Linked DNA regions of Danio rerio: region 1 is linked to region 2. Evidence: chromatin contacts called from public Hi-C data. All regions are on one chromosome and are shown on one strand. Each heading gives the region's core, a stretch centred on a gene start, on an enhancer-like site or on the middle of the called end of the contact. The rest is flanking DNA. Distances are from core to core; before and after follow the strand shown. Region 1 holds the start of slc45a1 (solute carrier family 45 member 1). Region 2 holds the start of znf362a (zinc finger protein 362a).

Region 1 (2,974 bases), core at 54-2,553, 350 kb before region 2:
CTAAATTGTCTGTAGTGTATGATTGGGGTCTTGAGCAATGGGCTAACAACCCACCTTATAAAAAACTAGATGTTACAAAACACCAATATAGTGTGTCTAAATATCAACATTGAAATAAATGGCTCTGGGAGTAAGTAAATATAGTTATCATCATGGCGAACTGCATAGTTATCTTTACAAAATAAAAGTCCCAAAGGGTGAAGAAGACAAAAACATGGTTCCCCAAAAAACTTTCCAGTAAGTAGTATTTTTAGAAGAACATCTGGATTTTTTATACTATTAAAAACCCTGGAAATATATTGCACGTTCTTTATACAACCCATCAATGCCAGTAAACAACCTTTATTACACTGAAAAAAATGATTCATTGGATTTACTACATTGTTTTAAGACAAGTGCTTGCAAACAATTTATATGGGCTGAATTTAAATAAACAAATCAAATTCAATAATGTTCAACTTAATTTATTTGTTTAAATTCAGCCCACAGATTACTTGCAACTACTTTCCTTTAAAAGAAATTGAGTAAATCCAGTGAATATTTTTTTCCCACTGTACTGAGTGTGTAGGTCATGGTGACATTGAGATAATAAAGCAAAACAGCACCCTTATACGAAGCAACGGTGCGAAGCATCACAGCGTAGCTTTTATTAATCAAATGATTAGAAAAGTATCGCGATGAAGCGCCATTTCTTCAAGGAGGTCATGATATGACACTTCCCTCGCGCGCGCACACGACGCACTGCAACCAATGCGCAGCTCCGGGATGCGCAATGCACATGTGCTCGGTCTCTCCATAGCTGAGAAAGCAAAACGCACAACTGCAGACTCCTTCCTGCACACATCTCAACAATGCTCCAATTTCACGATTATCCACATGAGGATTTTTCTCCATGAATAAAACGCGCGCACTAGCTTTGATTCACAAACATGTTTAATTATGGATGAATAGGAAGGAGGGTGCTTGGAGAGCCAAACATGTTTTCGGTTTAACCACACAGCTATATGACACTTCAGTGGTGTGATAATCACGTTAAAAGCGCTTGCTTTAAATGTAAATAGAACAGCAGCTCTTTGTGAGGCGTGCGGACGCAAACAGATACTATAACATTACCTTTATCCGGGATGCTCTTCATGCATTACTGGGTTGCAGGCAGCAGACGGGACGGCGCATCGCGTTGACGCTGCTGTTTAACGTTTCATCTTTTTTCGTCCTTTCTGGCGCAGTCATTTCTCAGCTTTTATCGTGCTGCTCCTCCGGTCTCCCCCTGTCCTCGCATCATCTCTCCTCCTCCCGTCCGTCGTGACGTCACGGCATCGCCTCCGCCCGCGCCAATATATCTGCAGCATCAGCATCAGCCGAAAACTGACACCTGTCAAAAACACTCCAAATGACATGTGGACCTTCAAGATGTCCTGCACATCTCACACTGCTTATTTGTCTTTTATTTATTTATTTATTTATTTATTTATTTATTTATTTATTTATTTATTTATTTATTTATTTATCATAGGCTATATTTCTTTCTTAATTTGGATTAATATAATTTTTTTTAAATAAAAAACAAATATATTATAACACAAATTCAATTAAATTCCAGTTTATTTGTATAGTGCTTTTCACAATATCATTTTTATGCAGCTTTACAAATGACGCACGCTATTACATTACAGTTAAACTTTAGGGTGAACAGTGTATATATATTACGGAGAGAAGATTTCTTCAACACATTTCTTAGCATCATAGTTTTAAAAACTCATCTCTAATAACTGATTTATTTTATCTTTACCATGATGACAGTAAATACTATCTGACTATTTTTCAAGACACTTCTATACAGCTTAAAGTGACATTTAAAGGCTTATCTAGGTTAATTAGGTTAACTAGGAAGGTTAGGGTAGTTAGGCAAGTTATTGTATAACGATGGTTTGTTCTGTAGACTATCGAAAAAAATAGCTTAAAGGGGCTAATAATATTGACCTTAAAATGGTGTTTAAAAATTAAAAGAAACTGCTTGTTGGAGTCTATGTGAGCTATAATACCTATTCTATTGAATTATCTGATTACATATGCACCAATGCAGTCATGTGTGTGTGTGTGTGTGTGTGTGTGTGTGTGTGTGTGTGTGTGTGTGTGTGTGTGTGTGTGTGTGTGTGTGTGTGTGTGTGTGTGTGTGTGTGTGTGCACTTGTGTTGCATTTAATTTGCATTTATAGACAGACAAACAAATTTGGGATCTGTTTTATTGTAAAATTATTTAATGAAAAAATAAAAATATATATTAAAAGCATTATAGTAACTATTCAAATTATGTACTTCATTACCTATATATAATATCTATTTTTTTATTTTGCTTACTTTGTTTACTAAAATATTTATTGGTTTTGTTTTTTTGCATTTTATTTGAAAATAAATTATATTTATTTAATTTGAGCTTTTAGATTTTAGGTTTTCTATCAAGTGTTTTTTTCAGTCTAATGAAAAAGGATGCTTTTAATTGCCTAATTTTTATCACACGTTATCAATTTGCATCTGTATAATAATTTTTTAGACATTAAACTATTTGGCTATAACCTATAATACATGTTAAAGGCTGTTTTCTCACTGCTTTTCACAACAATTATCAGTCTTAAGCAGCTTTTCAAAAGATGCACATTATTACATTACAGTTAAACTTAGAGAGAGTCAGTGACAGTATATATATATATAGAAAGAGAGAGATAGTTAACCTGCAGTTATACACTATATAGTGTACTTTTCTAAATGGTGGAGTCTATATGTATGCTATCATACCTTTTAAATGTGTGTGTGTGTGTGTGTGTGTGTGTGTGTGTGTGTGTGTGTGTGTGTGTGTGTGTGTGTGTGTGCATTTAATTTAAATGATGTATCATTTGTATATTTTAATACATCTTAATAGAAAAAAAATGTACATGTAACCAATGAACTGGGGAACTATTTATTTAGTCAGGGTCTTT
Region 2 (3,245 bases), core at 274-2,773:
TATTATATAATAAATGAAAATAATAAAATAATTATTTTATTGTATTTTTGTTTTACATTTATTTATTATTATGAATTTTCATTTTTAAAAATCTCAAAACATTTTTATATTTTTACATTAAAATTTGTATTATTTATACTAAAAAATAAGTAATAATAAAAATGAAAGCCAAAAATACACTAAAATAATTATTCTGGTGTATTTATGTTTTACATTTATTATTTATTTTTATGATCATGAATTTATATTAAACACAATCTCAAAACATTTTTACAGTTTAATAAAATATTTAAAATTATTCTAGTCTATTGTTTGACATTTATTGTTAATATTAATTTATATTTACAAATCTTAAAACATTTTTAGTTTTATAAAATATTTAAAATAATTATTCTAGTGTAATTTTTACTTTACATTTTTTACTCATCATTATCATTATTATTATTAATCTACATTAAAAATTCTCCAAACATTTCCAGTTAATAAAATATTCTAAAATAATACTTTTTGGGGATTTTTGTTTTACATTTATTTATTTATTATTAATATTATTATTAATATTATTTATTATTATTAATTTATATAAAAAATTTAAATCCCCAAACATTTATAGTTTCATAAAAAATATAATATTCTAGTGTATATTTGTTTTACATTTGTTATTATTTATTATTATTAAATAATATATAAAAATCTCCAAACATTTATAGTTTTATAAAATATTTTAAATTATTATTATTATTATTATTATTAATCTAAATAAAAAATTCTCCAAACATTTTAAGTTAATAAAATATTTTAAAATAATATTTTTTTTTGTATTTTTGTATTTTATTTATTTATTTGTTTATTTTTATTAATATTATTTATTCTTATTAATTTATATTTTAAAAATCTGCAAACATTTATAGTTTCATAAAATATTTAATATTCTGTATATTTGTTTTACATTTGTTATTATTTATTATTATTAATTAATATATAAAAATCTCCAAACATTTAGTTTAATAAAATATTTTAAATTATTATTCTAGTGAAATGTTGTTTTACATTATTATTATTATTATTATTATTATTATTATTTTTTTATATATAAAAATCTCCAAATATTTTTAGTTTTATAAAATATTTCAAAATAACTTTTCTATTATATTTTTGTTTTACATTTATTATTATTATTATTATTATTATTATTATTAATTAAAATCTCTAAACATTTCCAGACCCCCTTGAAAGCCCCATAGACAAAATTATTTAATGCTGAGGCGTATAAATAGGAGTAAATGTACAGTATATGTTTGTGAATCTGATATGAGTTAATCATCATCTCAGTTTCCATTCACGTATGCTCCATATCCTGCAAACGATAGCTAACGACACGAGAAATGTGCACAAGAGATGTTTTTTAGTGATTTGATGGCTGTAAATGTGCTCATATATGGATCTGTGGAGCTGCAGCACCCAGAAGTGAACACCAGGCGACCCGGAAGGTCTGAAACTCCCTCTGAAGGCAAAGCCGAAACAACATCTCAAGCTTTCAATAATTACATCTAATAAATCCTCCGTCGAGGTGTGCAAGGTATGTCTGTCGCTTTCTTCTCATCTTCACCACTGCATATTAATTTTTTGGGCACATTTGCACGACGCGCGAAAACGATGCTAGTTCTTGTAGTCCTTCGAGTGAGCAAAAAAGTTCAAATAAAAGAGAAAGCCATCTAAAAGCACGCTCGCGTTGCAACAATAACGCAATTGCACGCTTTTGCATTGATGCGTCGCGATGGAAATGTAACATTGATGCGCGTCTGTTTCCATCTGCGTGATTTGTTCGCATCGCATGATTGTTGTAGGAAGTCTCGTTTTTTTTTCTCCCTCTCTCTTTTTTTCCTCCTCCAGCCGGGCTATTCAAACCTGCAGATCTAAGTAAACAATCATTCGCGCACTTAATGCAAATAATGCGGCGTTTTACGCGTCGCGCCTTGGATCTGAACGCACGCGCTATATTTTTTTGTCGCTAAAAAAATTGGGATCTGCAGAATATGGCGCCCTGTCCTTATAAAAATAAGACAGGCTGCCATTTTTGTTTTCCTTTTGTCTGAAATTTTTAATAAAACTGTCTGAGAATGTGGGAGAGGCAGACACCGGAGACCTGCGCTCTCGCAAGGCACCAAACGCGTCCGTTCGCGTTATTTTGCGAGCGATTTCTTAATGTAATCTTTGATCAAAAGAGAGCGCGCTTTTATTTGGGAAGCTTTTCGAGGATGCCGACAGAATAAAAGAAAAAGTTGAGTAAGTTTTTCATCAGTTCATTTTGAAGACCACAAGACGTGTCAATCTCTCGTTTGATGTTTATTTGATATTTGCACGCTGTTTTGCGATGTTTATTTGCACTTTCAGTTTTTTTAAATGATATCCTGTGACTCACAGAATTGATCTAACTTCATTAAATGTCAATAGGAAGCTTTCTAGTTTGCAAGGTATAAAATGATGCGTTACATTATAATCGGTGTGTTTGTAATTATTTTTATTTGTTTTAAAGATGCATTACAATGCAATTACAGCCATAGTGCCCAAGTCCTGAAAGCATCCTTTTAACTTTTATTTATATTGCTGTTTTTTTATATCATTTAATCTTCTTTTCGACTTTTTAAATTAATGCAATTGTTACATTGTAAATGATTCCTTTTTTAAAAATGTTTTTCCATCTACAATATATATATATACAGTTGAAGTCAGAATTATTAGTCCCCTTCAAAAAAAATTATCTTTTTTTTTTAAATTTATATATTTTTCAAATGATGTTTAACAGAGCAAGGAATTTTTTCACAGTATGTCTGATAATATTTTTTCTTTTGGAGAAAGTCTTGTGTGTTTTATTTCAGCTAAAATAAAAGCAGTTTTTGATTTTTTTTTTAAACACCATTTTAGGGAGAAAATTTTTAGCCCCTTTAAGCTTTGTTTTTTCTCGATAGTCTACAGAACAAACCATCGTTATACAATAACTTGCCTAATTCCCCTAACCTGCCTAGTTAACCTAATTAACCTAGTTCAGGCTTTAAATGTCACTTTAAGCTGTATAGAAGTGTCTTGAAGAATATCTAGTCAAATATTATTTACTGTCATCATGGCAAAGATAAAATTAATCAGTTATTAGAGATGAGTTATTAAAACTATTATGTTTAGAAATGGGTTGAAGAAATCTTCTCTCTATATTATAAATTTGACGGCTGGACTGCTTCATAATGGAT

The links. Hi-C and Micro-C count contacts between places; a contact is called where the count stands out from the background.
Region 1: a Hi-C map of hematopoietic stem cells shows a contact between it and region 2, with 3 times the contacts expected there. The contact joins the promoter of slc45a1 here to the promoter of znf362a in region 2. A contact is called at or near these places in 1 of 18 Hi-C or Micro-C datasets (hematopoietic stem cells) and 1 of 4 datasets of contacts at active chromatin or transcription factors (embryo).

Annotation. Positions count from the first base shown.
Region 1 is chr11:43,299,216-43,302,189 of GRCz12tu, reverse strand. It overlaps slc45a1 (solute carrier family 45 member 1), which reads right to left and starts at 1,303. Exons shown (of 10, transcript NM_001374639.1): 1 at 1,114-1,303. All of the region lies in intron 3 of LOC141376672 (a long non-coding RNA gene), which reads right to left.
Region 2 is chr11:42,950,029-42,953,273 of GRCz12tu, reverse strand. znf362a (zinc finger protein 362a) reads left to right here and starts at 1,523. Exons shown (of 9, transcript NM_001077733.1): 1 at 1,523-1,579.